Regions from separate parts of the Sus scrofa genome. Here region 2 is linked to region 1. The links are chromatin contacts, called in public HiChIP or PLAC-seq maps. All regions are on one chromosome and are shown on one strand. Each heading gives the region's core, a stretch centred on a gene start, on an enhancer-like site or on the middle of the called end of the contact. The rest is flanking DNA. Distances are from core to core; before and after follow the strand shown. Region 1 has its middle 60 kb from the start of FNDC3B. Region 2 overlaps FNDC3B (fibronectin type III domain-containing protein 3B).

Region 1 (6,482 bases), core at 3,616-6,115:
TGTGTGATCTGAGGAATATTAGTTGGTCCCTATGAAATGTCCTTTTTCACAGGGATGTTGCATTAACCTATGGGGACATGAATAGTTGATATATGTAATGAAAAGAGAAAGATGACCTAAAATGCTTTTTTGATAGCAAGTACAGAAAAAGAACTGAGGCAAAGGCAGAATTTGGGGGAAGAAGGGACCCAGGTCATGGACCAGTATACAGAAGAGAGAATGGACAATAAGAGGAACAGTCAGCACAGAACCAAAGGTAGGAAGCCCAACGCAGTTTTGCCTCGGCTTTATCCACATTCAGAATAAGCAATATTTCTCTGCTGCTGGATCAAAGCATGAGATGAAAACAAAGCATTTTTGGAGAGAAAATAATTTTTTTTTAATGAATATGCCAAGATGGCATAATAGCCTTTTTTGAAGCCATATTAACAAATGCTCCTTCAGATAAGTTGAATCTTCACCTTGGCAGATTCTTCTGGGGAGAACACATGCCAATCCAGAGCCCACACTAACCACAGGGCCTTTTTAACTGAAGATATTTATGTAATTTTGATTTTCATCTCAAGAAGCACTGAAAAGTAAAGAGCTTATTTTCCTTCTTCCCTGTTTCAGAGCAATGTGCGTCACTGAACCTCACTGTACTAAGTTCTGAGTAATTTACACATGTCAAATATGACAGTGACAGATATTCAAATCAATAAACATTGATTGGGCACATTTTAGTTTTGCTATACAAAGAAAAATAAGACATGGGCCCAGCCCTCAGAAAAAGGCGTACGTGTAAACAAATTGCAGCATCCTAAATGCCATGACACACTATAACCAGAGCAGGAAGGAGGAGGAAGTGATTAACTCCTTCTGGGAAGGGTTCTCCAGGCTAACAAAAGATAGGGGGAGGGAGAATGTGTTACACAGGCTCTTGAATTATTTATAGAGTGTTTTTTTTAAAAACATAGGGAAAGGAGGATTTTGTGATCAAAAAACTTAAATAAGCCATTTTCTGTAAGGTTTACTTTTACTGTTAGAGGTGTGATTTTAGGCAAGTTTCTTAAATTCGCCATCCCCCCATTGCCTTATCTATAGGTTAGTGATAATAAAACACAATTTATATTATGATTGTGATCGTAACTGCAGGGTATAGCTATATCTGTAGACATAGAGACACACACACATACCCCTCTAATAAGTGATAGAGGCTATGCCCATGCATCAGGAGACATCTGATAACATAATAATTAGAACTTGTGTGTGACAAAAGGTACAAGAACAAAAGATGACAAGGTTTTCCTAGCAGTGAATCCTCTTATTTTCTGTGGGGAAAAAGGAAAGCACTAGAAAGAAAAGCATCTTAGTGGCACATATCAACTAGCAAAGACATGTTAATATATATGTGTTGAAAGAATTTTAAGTAGTCTTCTTCCAGATCAAATTCAAAGATGAAACCAATAAATGCCTTCATTTTTTTTTTAATTGAAGTATAGTTGATTTACATTGTGGTATTAGTTTCTGGTGTTCAGCAAAGTGATTCAGTTTATATATACATATACAAAATATATATTATATAAGTATTTCTGTATAAATGCATCACACATATATAAGATATTTATGTATTTATATACACACATACATATATAATATATATTATAATTAAATATATAATATATATACATATATATGTATATAACATATATATTCCTTTTCATATTCTTTTCCATTATGGTTTATTATAGAATATTGAATACAGTTCTCTGTGCTATACAGTAGGACCTTATTTTTTATCTATTTTATATATAGCAGTTTTTATCTGTTAATCCCAAACTCCTAATTCATCCCTCCCCACCCCTTACCCCTTTGGTAACCTTAAATTTGTTTTCTATGCCTGTGAGTCTGTTTCTGTTTTGTAAATAAGTATCATGTTTTGTATCATTTGTATCATATTTCAAATTCCACATATAAGTGATATCATATGGTCTATGTCTTTTTCTGTCTGACTTACTTCACTTAGTATGATAATCTCTAGGTCAATCCATGTTCCTGGAAATGGCAATAAATGCCTTCATTTGTGTGATAGGATTGGTATATGACTGGGGATAAACAAATGACACTTTGCAGGGTTTTAGATACTGGATATGATATAAACTTTAAGACTAGGAAGATTTAGTTTGTACTTTGTAAGACCTTGAATGGAAAAAATGAGAATTGTTGACTGTATTTTGCAGGAATTCTCTTGAGTAAACCAAAGTTCCACCAAATCTTTAGAAATGAAACATTGCTAGTTCTATTAGGACAGCATGAGCCTGCTCAAAAGAGAGAATATTATATGGGTAACTTCCATTTATTGAAAACCTAAGAGTTATGCCCTGGAGTATAGATCCCAGCTTGCACTTTTGTGGATGTGTGATTTTGGACAATTTACTCTCTCTGCTCTCATTTGTAAAATTGACTTCACAAAAGATCATGTGAATGGAGTTTCTGCTGTGGCACAGTGGGTTAAGAATCCAACTGCAGCAGCTTGGGTAGCTGCAGAGGCATGGATTTAACCCCAGGCCTGTCAGCAGTGGGTTAAGGATCCAGCATTGCCACAGTTATGGCACAGGTTGCTGCTGCAGCTCAGATTCAATCCCTGACCCAGGAACTTCCATATACTGCCGTTGTGGCTATTAAAAAAAAATTTTTTTTAATATTATGTGAGGATTTAATGAGCTCACACATTTAAGGCATTTAGCATAGTACCTGGTACTCAGAAAGTCTCCAAAATTAGCTATTTAGCTTGTAATTGCTGTATTATACATTGTTGTGAGAGCAGAGTAGAAGAAAGTGTTGATTTTTCCTGGGAGGAGAAAGTATCAGAGATGAAATCACAGAAGAGAAATATTTATGGTGCCCATTAGAAAAGCTTTAGTTTTTTTTAAAAAAAAATAAAATAACAAGATGTTGGCAAGAATGTGAAGAAATTGGAATTAATGTTTCTGGTGGGAATATAAAATGACATAGCCACTTTTAAAATAGTTTGGCAGTTCCTTGCAATGTTAAGCACAGAGGTACCATAGGATTCAGCAATTCCATTTCAAGGTATGTACTCAAGAGAAATGAAAACATATGTCTACAACAAAGCTAATTAGCAGTTGTACTCATAACAGTTAAAAAGTGGAAACAACCCAAATGTCCATTAATTGCTGAAAGTAAAATCACAATGTTGTATAGCCACATGATAAAATATTACCCAGTCATAAAAAGGAATGAAGAAGTGATATATACTACGACGTGGATGAACCTTCAAAAAATTACTCTAAATGAAACAAGGCAGTCTCAAAAGGGTATGTATCATATGATTCCATTGATAGGAAATCCCTGCAGATAGAAAGGAGTGGTTGTTGGGAGCTGGGAAGAGGCGGGAGTAGAAAGTAACTGCTATGGGTACAGGGTTTCTTTTTTCAATGACAGGAATGTTCTGGAATAGGTAGTGGTGACAGTTGCACAACATTGTGGATGTACTAAAAACCACTGAATTTTACACATTAAAATGGTGAGTTAAAAAAATTATTTCTCAATTAAAAAAATTTTTTTTAAGTGGGCCCTCAAAGACAAATAGGGATAAGCCAGGCAAGGCAAGGGGAACCAGGGCACTCCACCTGAGGGAATACCTAGGGTCAAAGTTAAAAAGCAATACCAATCAAGCTTTGTTCTAAAAAATGGTAAGAATCTGGTACAATGGCTGTGCTACTCCAAGTGTCGTCAGTGGGCAGTGAATTGTTTGTTAAGATCTGTGACAAGATAAGAAAAGAAACTGAGAGTACACTGTAGAAAAGTTAGCAAGCTGACATGACATGGTTGGTGGCCTCCAGCCTTTGGACAGGATATAAACCAAAAGTGGTCAAGCTCCTGTGGCAGGTGGCCTGTCGCCCAAGCTACACACTAGTCCTGCACCACAGGATCCAGCAGATGGGAAATGAAAACAGTGTGTTCTTCACTTCGTAAAGTTTGAGAAGTACTGTCATAAGGGATATACTATAAGGAGTAACAGGCTAGAGACAGAGGTTGGGAACTGAGTGTGAGGTACTTTGTAAGTAAAATAGTTTGAAATCACTTCTTTGTTCAGAATTCTTTAATCAGGTTGTGCCTAGTTATGTACCACGAGTGACACCGTGACACTTCTAAGCATGGGTTATCTCTTGGGAGTATAGAAAACAGAGGAATCAGGCAATTTCAGGGGAAAGAAACTCTTTCCAAACAAAACAAAATGAACCCCCCTGGGAAAAAATAGGGTACATCTTTTCCATCTTGGAGATGGCATAAAGTACACAGAATCAGCACAAGAGGTTGAAAGAGGCACATAGCACACTAATTAAGATTCAAAGATTTGTTTGTATTTATTGAATAAAAGAAACCAGAATAAGCCACCCCAGAAAGGGAAATTGAATTGAGAGCTAGGCTAACTGTAGAGAGACAAGTGAGGCAGGCAGAGAAGTAGGAACTCACACTCTCCCACAAAGGGAGAGACAAGCCAGCCTGCTCCACGTGTGGGAAAATACTCAGCCTCTCAGAAGAAGAGCCCTATATTGATTCCAGACATTGTTATTCCTGCGGGAGTGGGGGGACAAGAAAGGAAAGGAAACCAAGGTATTGACAGAAAAACCAGCTTCTACTTTCTCAAATGTCTTGGATGTCACTATGAAGCAACCACAAGACTTCCCCTGTTGTCACATGTTGACTCATTCTTCCCCAAGCAAGACCATTTATTTAATGTCTCGTTTTGTTAAAGTCGATGAGATTTTGTTTCAGAATCTGGGGCTGTGCTAATGTAAATGCTTGTTTGTCTGGGGTTGTGCAGAATGAAGGAAGTTCATGCTCTGCACAAGTAAAGCAATGTGTCATGTCATATTGCCAAAAGGTTGCATCATTTCTAAACTTTCCGGAAGACTGGATAGATGAGAGGTCATCTATGTTTATTTTGTGAAGTTTGGCCTACCAGGAAATGTGTGGGTACAAGAGATATTTTAGGCCCATGAGACTCTCACTTTAGATGCTTAATCCAGCAGCATGTGCTATAAGCTTCAGTCTCTAACTAAATCTTTGAAGAGTGGCAAGTTGTGAAGTATGCAAGGTTTTTGGCTGCACTAGCAGAGCCACGTATAAAATCCTGTTGCCAAACAAAGACTAGAACCAGATGACAAAGACTGAAAACATACTTCATGTATTGACTTTGTCTATGAAATACTCATTATAACCTAATCCAGTAATATTCATTTCTAGGATTATTGCATAATCACTCACCAATCAATATTAATTAAGGCTGTAAATTGACCTTGAAAGAAGTTTTTTTTAAGCAGAACATTTCATGTTGGGTTTCTTTAAAAATATAATGGAATTACTTCAACAAGGAAGAAAAAAATGTCTTAAGGAAGTAATTTTTAACACACAGCTTAACAGAAGTGATAATGGATGACCTACCAGCAACCCTATTCAAGTCTGCTTGTGGACATTTTATTTATAGTCTTCACATCCTCCATGATTTGGAAGATAACAATAATCCCTTCTCTGGACTGAACTGCTTTTCTCTACTTTTTCATGTGGTTCTGAGAAGGGGAAGGGGTTGCCAAAAAAATATCACCACACAAACAATGCACACACACCCCTTTCTGTCCCCATCACATACATAAAGCACAGGGAAACCCAGAAACAGGAGATAATGATACTAACACCTGGAGGAAGGCAATACCAAGAGAGAGAAACAGAGGCCAGCTCCGTCCCTGGAATGCACAGGACTTAGCCAATGCATCACCTCTATTGTTTAAGCTATTTGAGTTGAGTTTCTATTTGAAACCAAAAGAATCCTAACACCAAAACTCAAGATGTTTATCTCTGTAGTAGACAGTACTCCTTGTTGTACTATTTCAGGGGGGTTGGAGGGTCATTCTGGAATTGTGCAATGGAGAACACTTTCTGGATGGCTGGAGTAGTATCTATGTGACTCTCACTCCTGGAACACAACCCCATTTGCATGAACTACATGTGAGGGGTGCCTCCTGGAACTGTGCAGTGTGAGATATGGAGGTAAACATGAACTCCCCTTGCTGTACAAATCAGCACCATCAGTCTCTCCACATAACTAGTGCTGCTTGGTCTTAAGTAAGGCAGTTTCTTCTAGAACTTCTTGCCTAACACTGCTATTCCTGCCACCATTGCTCCTGTTTTCCATGAAATGCCTCTAAAAGAATGTTCTTCTACTATCTCCTTTCCCTGATCCTCACAGTGCAGATATCACCCTCTCCATGGAGAATCTTTTAACTCAACCCCCAAGGTGGAACAAGACCACCTCACGTAACAGATAGGTGCCAATTATTTCTATCTCCTTGGCCCTATACTTCCTTGTATTCCCCACTTTCCTAGAGGCTACAAATTCACCTCCCCAAAATCAATCTCAAGTTTTCCAGTTCTCCGATGCAGTTTCATCTTTGACCTGCTCTCATCTTCCATATCAG
Region 2 (7,002 bases), core at 2,821-5,320, 330 kb after region 1:
GCAGACTCAGTATGCTCTTAGGATGAAAGCAAATCATGACCCTTCTTTTTTGCTAAAATACTGAGGGCTAATTGCCCCTGGTAATCTCGCCAGGAGATCCCATTTTTTTTCTCACTTTTTTTTTTAAAAAGAGCACTCTTGGAGTTCTGTGATGGCTCAGTGAGTTAAGGATCCAGCATTGTCACTGCTGTGGCTCAGATCACTCAGATCTGAGCCTAGGAACTTCCGCATGCTGCAGGTACAAACAAATAATCAAAAAAGAAATAGAAAAAGAAAAGAAATAAAGGGCAATCTTAATGCCACAGGTTTTCTAATCTTAAGTTCTTTACAAAAAAAAAAAAAGAAGGAAAAGAAGAAAAGCTGTATGGGGGAAGTTACAAAAAATATGCACCCTCTGGACTCTTGAACCTAGCTGGGTCAGCTTAACCCTGTTGGACCACAAGCAGTGCCTCAGTTTCTCTGCTGTTTTCCTTCCTCCACTCTTGAACTTAAAAGGTTTATACCGAGAGGAATTAGGTCACCACGTGGGTGTAAAGGTAGAGGTGGTGGAGAAGATAGGCTTGGCACTTTATGGGGTGGGATTTATTTATTAATAGTTGCATCACTCTCTACTAGTTGATTTATATCAAAATTGGTTTGTGATACTTGACCAGGGAGATGCAGAAGGTACCCAGGGTTACCAGCCTGTGGGGAGAGCATAAGACTATGTGGATGGTCATAACTGTTGTCTATGAACAGCTTTCTCTAATTCTCTCTCTTTTTTTTCTAGGCACCAATTGACAACGGTTCAAAAATCACCAACTACCTTTTAGAATGGGATGAGGTAATCATATTTTTGTGTTCATCCATTTAAAACACTTTTCAAAAATGAAATTGCTGAAAAAATGCCATTTTATTCTTTTTTTAAGATATACTAAACACAAGAATATAAGTAGAGAAAAATTTAAACCAATAGTTATTGACTGTGGAAAATGAAGAAGGACTGAAGTAGTATAATGAATTGCGCATTCAAATATATTTACTTGGCTTATTTGCAAGAAATGCTACTGAAAGAAAAGACAAGGTCTTATCTATTTTGAAGGCCCTAGTATCTGGCCAGGCATTGATGAGTATTAAGCATTGACTGCTTTGTTATCTTGGCTGCCCAGGGCCAACCTGCGTGGATGGTTTTGATAAGGTAAACCACGCTGTAGCTTGGGAAGCCTACTTGTTTCTTTTGGAGTGCTGTGTGTAAAGTCTGCTGTAGCACTGCTGAATACTCTCTGTGAGAGCATGGAGCAGCACCAGAGGTCTCTCCTATCCATGTGCAATTGCCATACCAACCAGACCATCCTAGTACAGGAGGCCCCTTTGCTGTTCCTGTCACCACAGGCCTCGAATGGTATCCACGGTGAAGTCTTCTTATACTTGAGGCCACTCTGTGCTGAATTGTGCCCCTTTTCTGGCCTCGCTAACACTCTACACAGAATCTGCGGCAGGAAATGCTGGATGCGGAAATCTTCTTTCTAAAAAGCAGTAATACTGTTCTTGTAGATCTTCATTCTGTTCATTCATTTACCTTTGTTTTATTCTCTTTCTATGATTGAGCAATCAGACTAAGAATTTTAAAAATAGGAAATGTGGAATTTGGGGCATAATGCGAGTTAACTAGTCTTTGTGACTTAAATCTAGGGCCATCGAAAGATTTAAAACGCACACATCCTGAGGCAAAAAGTCACTTGACAAGTGTGGAAAAAAAATATTTTAACCAAATGTAAAAGGAAAGTGGATAAAATTCTCATGATGAAATTTTGATGTGAAAAGGGCATTCTTCATCACTTTTTGTAGAAGCATGTTTTCCCATCTGGGTTGCATCTGAACAGCTAGAGTTCCAGTTACCAAACACAATGATCTATTGTTCTTAGGACACTTGTGAATAGTTCTTATGTACAGATTGGTGAAATCTCAGACTTAACCGGTATGTTTTACAGATTAGGTGGATTTCATTTTAAGGTGGCATGATTGGAAAGTGAAACCACCCTCTATGGCCCTTGTGGTTGAGGTTTTATACCGAGATAGAGTTTACAAGTAAGGAGGAGGCTTGCTTTCTTTCACGTATCTTTTCAGAGCTGTGCATGTGTGTGTGTATGTGTGTCCAGTGCTGCTTCTCTGCCTTGGACCATGGCCTCAGAAGTTAACTAAGGTCAGAGAAGTGGAGTGCTTGAATGGGAGACTTCCAAGGAAAACCCAGGTGCTGCAGGAAATGGTAATGATGACTCAGTTGTTGGCCACCATCCCTTTGAATTTGAATTGAAACATTCTACAGCCTCAGATGAAATGGAGGAGCTCTGTCGGATGACTGTTTATAATCAACAGGACCCACTGTGGACTAGCTACCACAAAATGTGAAGTTGTTTATTTGGGGCCTTCTCCTGCCCTTCCCCTTCTTGCTCTCCTTCCATGTCATCCTCACTTCCATCCTAATTCTTGTCTTCCCCTGTTCTCTTTATAGTCCCTCCATCCTTGTGATCTGTGCTGGTCAGCCCTGGTGAGCTTTCCTGGAGATTTCTGGCTAATTGACTCTCACCTACTCTAGGCCTTGTGCCAACACAAGAATCCTTGTATGTTCTGCAGTGCAATATTCTTTAAGGAAATGTACAAATAGAGAAGAGCAACATCTGACCTGCAGGCAGTGTGGGCACACGAGGCTCCAGCTCTCCCTCCAAACCTTCTGCTGGTCATTTCTAAGCCTGGTGCCCCTGGTACCAGGTCTCTTTCCAGACTACACCCTAGTGGAATATAGGGCCAGCAGGATGGGAGAGGGTTTGCTGGGGTCACTTCCCCCACCCCCAGCCCTCTCCAGAGCCAGAGCTCTCCTCCCCCAGCCACACACCCATGGCCTCTCTGGCACCCAGGGGGTTGTAGAAATGAGCTCAAAAGGCAGAAAGGTAGCCAGTTACAGAAAGGAGCAGATCCCTGCCTGAGAGGGAAGCAGATATCCCTCAGTCTTGAAGCAAGTTTAGCTTCAGGAGTCATACCCCACCCTTTGCTGTGGCACCTGGTCTGAGAACCACAGCTTGGGGTGAAGTGACCCCATCCACATCCCACAATGAATGTCTGGCTGTCCCCACATTTTTATTATATCAGCACTGGTTAGAGTTCCCAGAATACTTTATCCTTTTGCTCAATTTTTAATCACCATTCCAATGAAATAATTACTGTAAAATTCTGAAGGTGTTAGGAACATAAGAGCACAGGGCATCAAGTCCTGCTGACAAGTCTCTAGAAAGACCTTCAAGAATGAGAGAGCAGCAGCCCAGAGGCCAGTGAGTATCCGGCCTTTGTTTCTGCTAAGACTGGGCATGCTGTGCTAAGTTGACCTTGGGAAAAGCTGCTTTCATCAATTGCTTACCACCTGCTGGCCTCTGAAGGCAGGTGTGGCCCTAATGGGGAACCAAAAACAGAAATGTGAAGTACAGGGGGAGCTGATACATCAGCTGTCCTGAATCCATTGTCCCTAAGGCCATATCACCATTCACAGAATTCACTTGGAAATTCCTCACTAATAGTTCTGCAAGAGGGTTGGATGCCTACTTTTCTCCTTTAATAATTGTGCATAGACAATCCTTTAGTATTTCAATCAAGGAAATTGTGACTGTAAGGTGGTAATGAGCAAACTAAAAATGGAACATGCAGGTGTCACTGGCTTTTCAGCTCTGGCCATCAGTTTCAGTTTTCCCCTGAAACAGATCAGTTTTCATAACTTGGAAAGGTGTGACCTTTCCTGGCCATGTCACCTTGTGGCGACCCTGGTGGGATGTAATGTTTAGAGCCTTGGGGCCTGAGAACTGGCCCTGCATTTTTGTGGATCTTTTGCAACTGCGTCCTCCTCTGGGAGACTCCATATCAGAAGAGCAGGCCACTTTCAAGGCAGTTTTCTGCGTAACTATTGGATGAGTCATTATTCACGTTTTAATTTCTTTCTGATCGCACTGTACCCCACCCTCACGTTTACATCTTAATTTACAAGTCCTAGTCATTCTGAAGCCTGGTAGGAAGCAGGCCCAAAGCCCCATGAGGGTTTTTTTCTTCGGCTAGATTTAAGTATGACACATAGTGGTGACTTGAAAAAGAAACCATGAGTTTTACTTCAATCTAGAATTATGACTAAGAGAAATGTTTCTTAACTTTTTAACAGCAAAACAGTGCTTAGAAGCTCAGTTTTCAGGATGGAGCTTCTTTCCCACAATGAAGAGGTTTGGGGTGGGGTGGGGTCTGGAAGGCGGAGGAGATGCTCCCAGCTCACCACCCTCCAGGCCACCACCAAGCTGGTCCCTCTGACCTGCCCTTTCCCCTCCTTGGGCACCCTCCCACTAAATTTGCCCCTTCTGCTGTTTCTCTGCTTTATGACACAGAGGTATCTAGTAAAGGTGAGAGGATTGAGGGTATGGAGGCCTCTAGAGTATGGATGGGCTTTTGTGAAAAAGTATTAGGAACCTTTGGACTTACTTACACATAAATGCCTGCCCAGTGTGTTTTAAGGAATGGTGACCTGGCTGTTTCCTAGAAAAATTGAATAAGTGGGCAAACTTCATAGTCAGATAAGAACTTTTTTTTCTATTTCAAAGACATAAGTTCTGTAAAGGAAGTATTTATGGAAACTCAGCTTGCTGAGAGTTCAACTCTTAGCTGTTGTGCTAACTGGTGCAATTGCAGCTAGTTCCTCAGAGCAAGCAGGGTTCTCTTAAGAGCTTATGTTGATATGTTCAGTGACATGGCCTTCACATAGGGAGACCTGGATTAATAGTCTCTGCATTGTCTCTTACTAATCAAACGAATAGTTTCATCCCTAAGACTCAGCTCCTCCACTTGAATAGTGACATCTGTTATCTCACAGGTACATTAAGATTGAATGAGATAACTTGGGCAGTAACAGATTATGTATGTTGATTATTTCATGTCCCGTTTAGCACATTAATGTTAAGATCTGGGGTAGGAAAAGTCAATTATGGAGGGGTCGTATGAAAGGAGTATGGCATTTCTCTGTCGGGAACTTAAACAGGAGCCCTGAAGTTAATGGCTCTGGTTTGAACTAAACAAAAACTGATGTCAGTGCTATATATAGATACTAATTTACCATTAGCTTAGCTCCCAGACATGACAATATATGAAAGAACTAGAAAAATAGCTTTGTGGGAATGTGACTAGTGGAGTTCCCAAGAATTGTCCTCACATGTGACTCAGCTATCCTGAAAAGGAATTTCACATCTGGCTTTCCTGTGACTAATGAGCCAGCACAGCTGTAAAACACAGTAGACTGAGAATGAAATAAATACTGCAGAAATCAAGGGAAATATACTTTGAAATAGAAAAGGCCAGCAGCAGGTAGAACCCATAATCCCCAGGGCAGCCATTAGCCAGGCAAGGCTCAGCAGAAACCTAGAGCAGGTGGCAGGCCCCAGACTGCACTCTGTGGATGTCAAGTTCAGGAGCAGCCAACCTCGCTCACTTAGGAGCTGAGCTAGCCCCTAGGAGGTGCTTGGTACCTGGTTTATTAATCAGGTTTCCATTTAACCTAGGTGTTTACTAGTTAGTATTGATCATCTTTCAGAAGGCTTCTTAGCACAAGTGAATCTGCACGTGGCTTCTCTGGCTAGTCAACAGCACTTCTTGGAGGACCAGCAATGTCCAGTCCTGCAGGATGGAGGAGGAGAGCCTCCCTGCAGGTGTAGATGCTCTGTCCCAAAGGAGCCTCGCTGCCCAAGGTGGCATGGCATGTTGCTGGGAAGGCCAGTGCCTATTTCCCAGCTCATCACCAACACCTGGCCGAAAGTCAGGAAAAGGTATCATTTGCTCAGGCCCCCAAGCGCTTTGACTCATTCTTGGGGAATGCCTTCTTGGAGATGAGAGAGTGGGGTTTTCCTTTGTCCATCAGAGACCATCTTTTACATAAGGGCCAAATCAGTGACCCTGGCAGAGTATGAGTGTTTTGCCACATCACAGATATTCGCTGCCACATCACAGATATTCGCTGCCACATCAAAGGGTGGTTTCTGAGAGCCAGGGAAATGGCTTCCTCCATGGTAGTTCCTGTGGAAGACAGCTAGACAAGGAAGGATTTGATGATTCAGAGACGTCCATAGGTGCCAAAGGCAGAGCTGAGTTCAAAGGAGCCCTCTCTTGTAGGGACCCTGGCCCAAGACATCTACACACCAGGAGCAGATTCTCTATACTTTTTACCATTTGTTACATGTACAGGATGGTGTTATGCATTTGGGCTGCAGACTTTGTGGGGAGCTTCCAGCTGAGGCTAAATTACCTATGCGCATCTTGATCCTTAGCACCTGATTTATCAACTCATTTGTCACCCTTGTTGGTTGCCAGCTGGAGGGTGGCCACCTTGGGCCTTGTCTCTGTGGGTGAACTGAGCCCATCCATCCCTTGGTTCACTTATAAATTGTACAGGCAGCCTGTTCTAAAATCACCCCCTGGTTCCTCCTTTCCTTGCCCTTCACTGGGACAGTTGCCACACATTGATCTTATCAGAGCATCTGACATCAGGTGAACCTCTGTCTTTGGAGAGATATGGAGGAACATTATGTTCATTTGTTTTAGACCAGGAAACTTGATGAGCATCCTTGGCTATTTCAGGTATCCAAGCCTCTCCCATTAATATAAAAAAACCAGTGTGTCAGGGAATAAAATACATGCAGTATTTATTTAGTAACATGCAGCCACAAACTACCCCACCCCCTTTTCTTACCTTTGAAAGTTCCTCTGTGCCAGAGTAGTCAGTCAAATGAAAGAGGCATCACTGAGGGGAGAGTGAGGTTTGGCACAGAGAACTTTTGAGTCCACCCAGATGTGGAGTATCTCCCACCTCCCTGTTATGAACCCCTTCTTATATACGGTTATGCTGAACACATACATGCTGTTTTATTCCTCAAGCCAACATTTGTCTTTGATGCTGTGTAGGGTCAGCCAGTGCTGGAACAACTTCTAAATATAGATGTACTAGCAGAC

Evidence for each region. HiChIP or PLAC-seq counts read pairs in DNA pulled down with a chosen protein or histone mark.
Region 2: an H3K27ac HiChIP or PLAC-seq map of alveolar macrophages shows a contact between it and region 1. The contact joins two enhancer-like sites. A contact is called at or near these places in 2 of 2 datasets of contacts at active chromatin or transcription factors (alveolar macrophages and skeletal muscle).

Annotation. Positions count from the first base shown.
Region 1 is chr13:110,524,711-110,531,192 of Sscrofa11.1, forward strand. No RefSeq gene overlaps it. Among named protein-coding and RNA genes, the nearest start is that of FNDC3B, 60 kb to the right of the region's middle. Within about 2 kb of position 4,866, at least 21 of the 83 cell types and tissues checked have an H3K27ac peak or open chromatin away from gene starts, as enhancers often do. A contact at or near this core is called in alveolar macrophages, where this site is marked.
Region 2 is chr13:110,853,156-110,860,157 of Sscrofa11.1, forward strand. It overlaps FNDC3B (fibronectin type III domain-containing protein 3B), which reads left to right. Exons shown (of 26, transcript XM_021069801.1): 11 at 770-823. Among named protein-coding and RNA genes, the nearest start is that of GHSR, 130 kb to the right of the region's middle. Within about 2 kb of position 4,071, at least 10 of the 83 cell types and tissues checked have an H3K27ac peak or open chromatin away from gene starts, as enhancers often do. A contact at or near this core is called in alveolar macrophages, where this site is marked.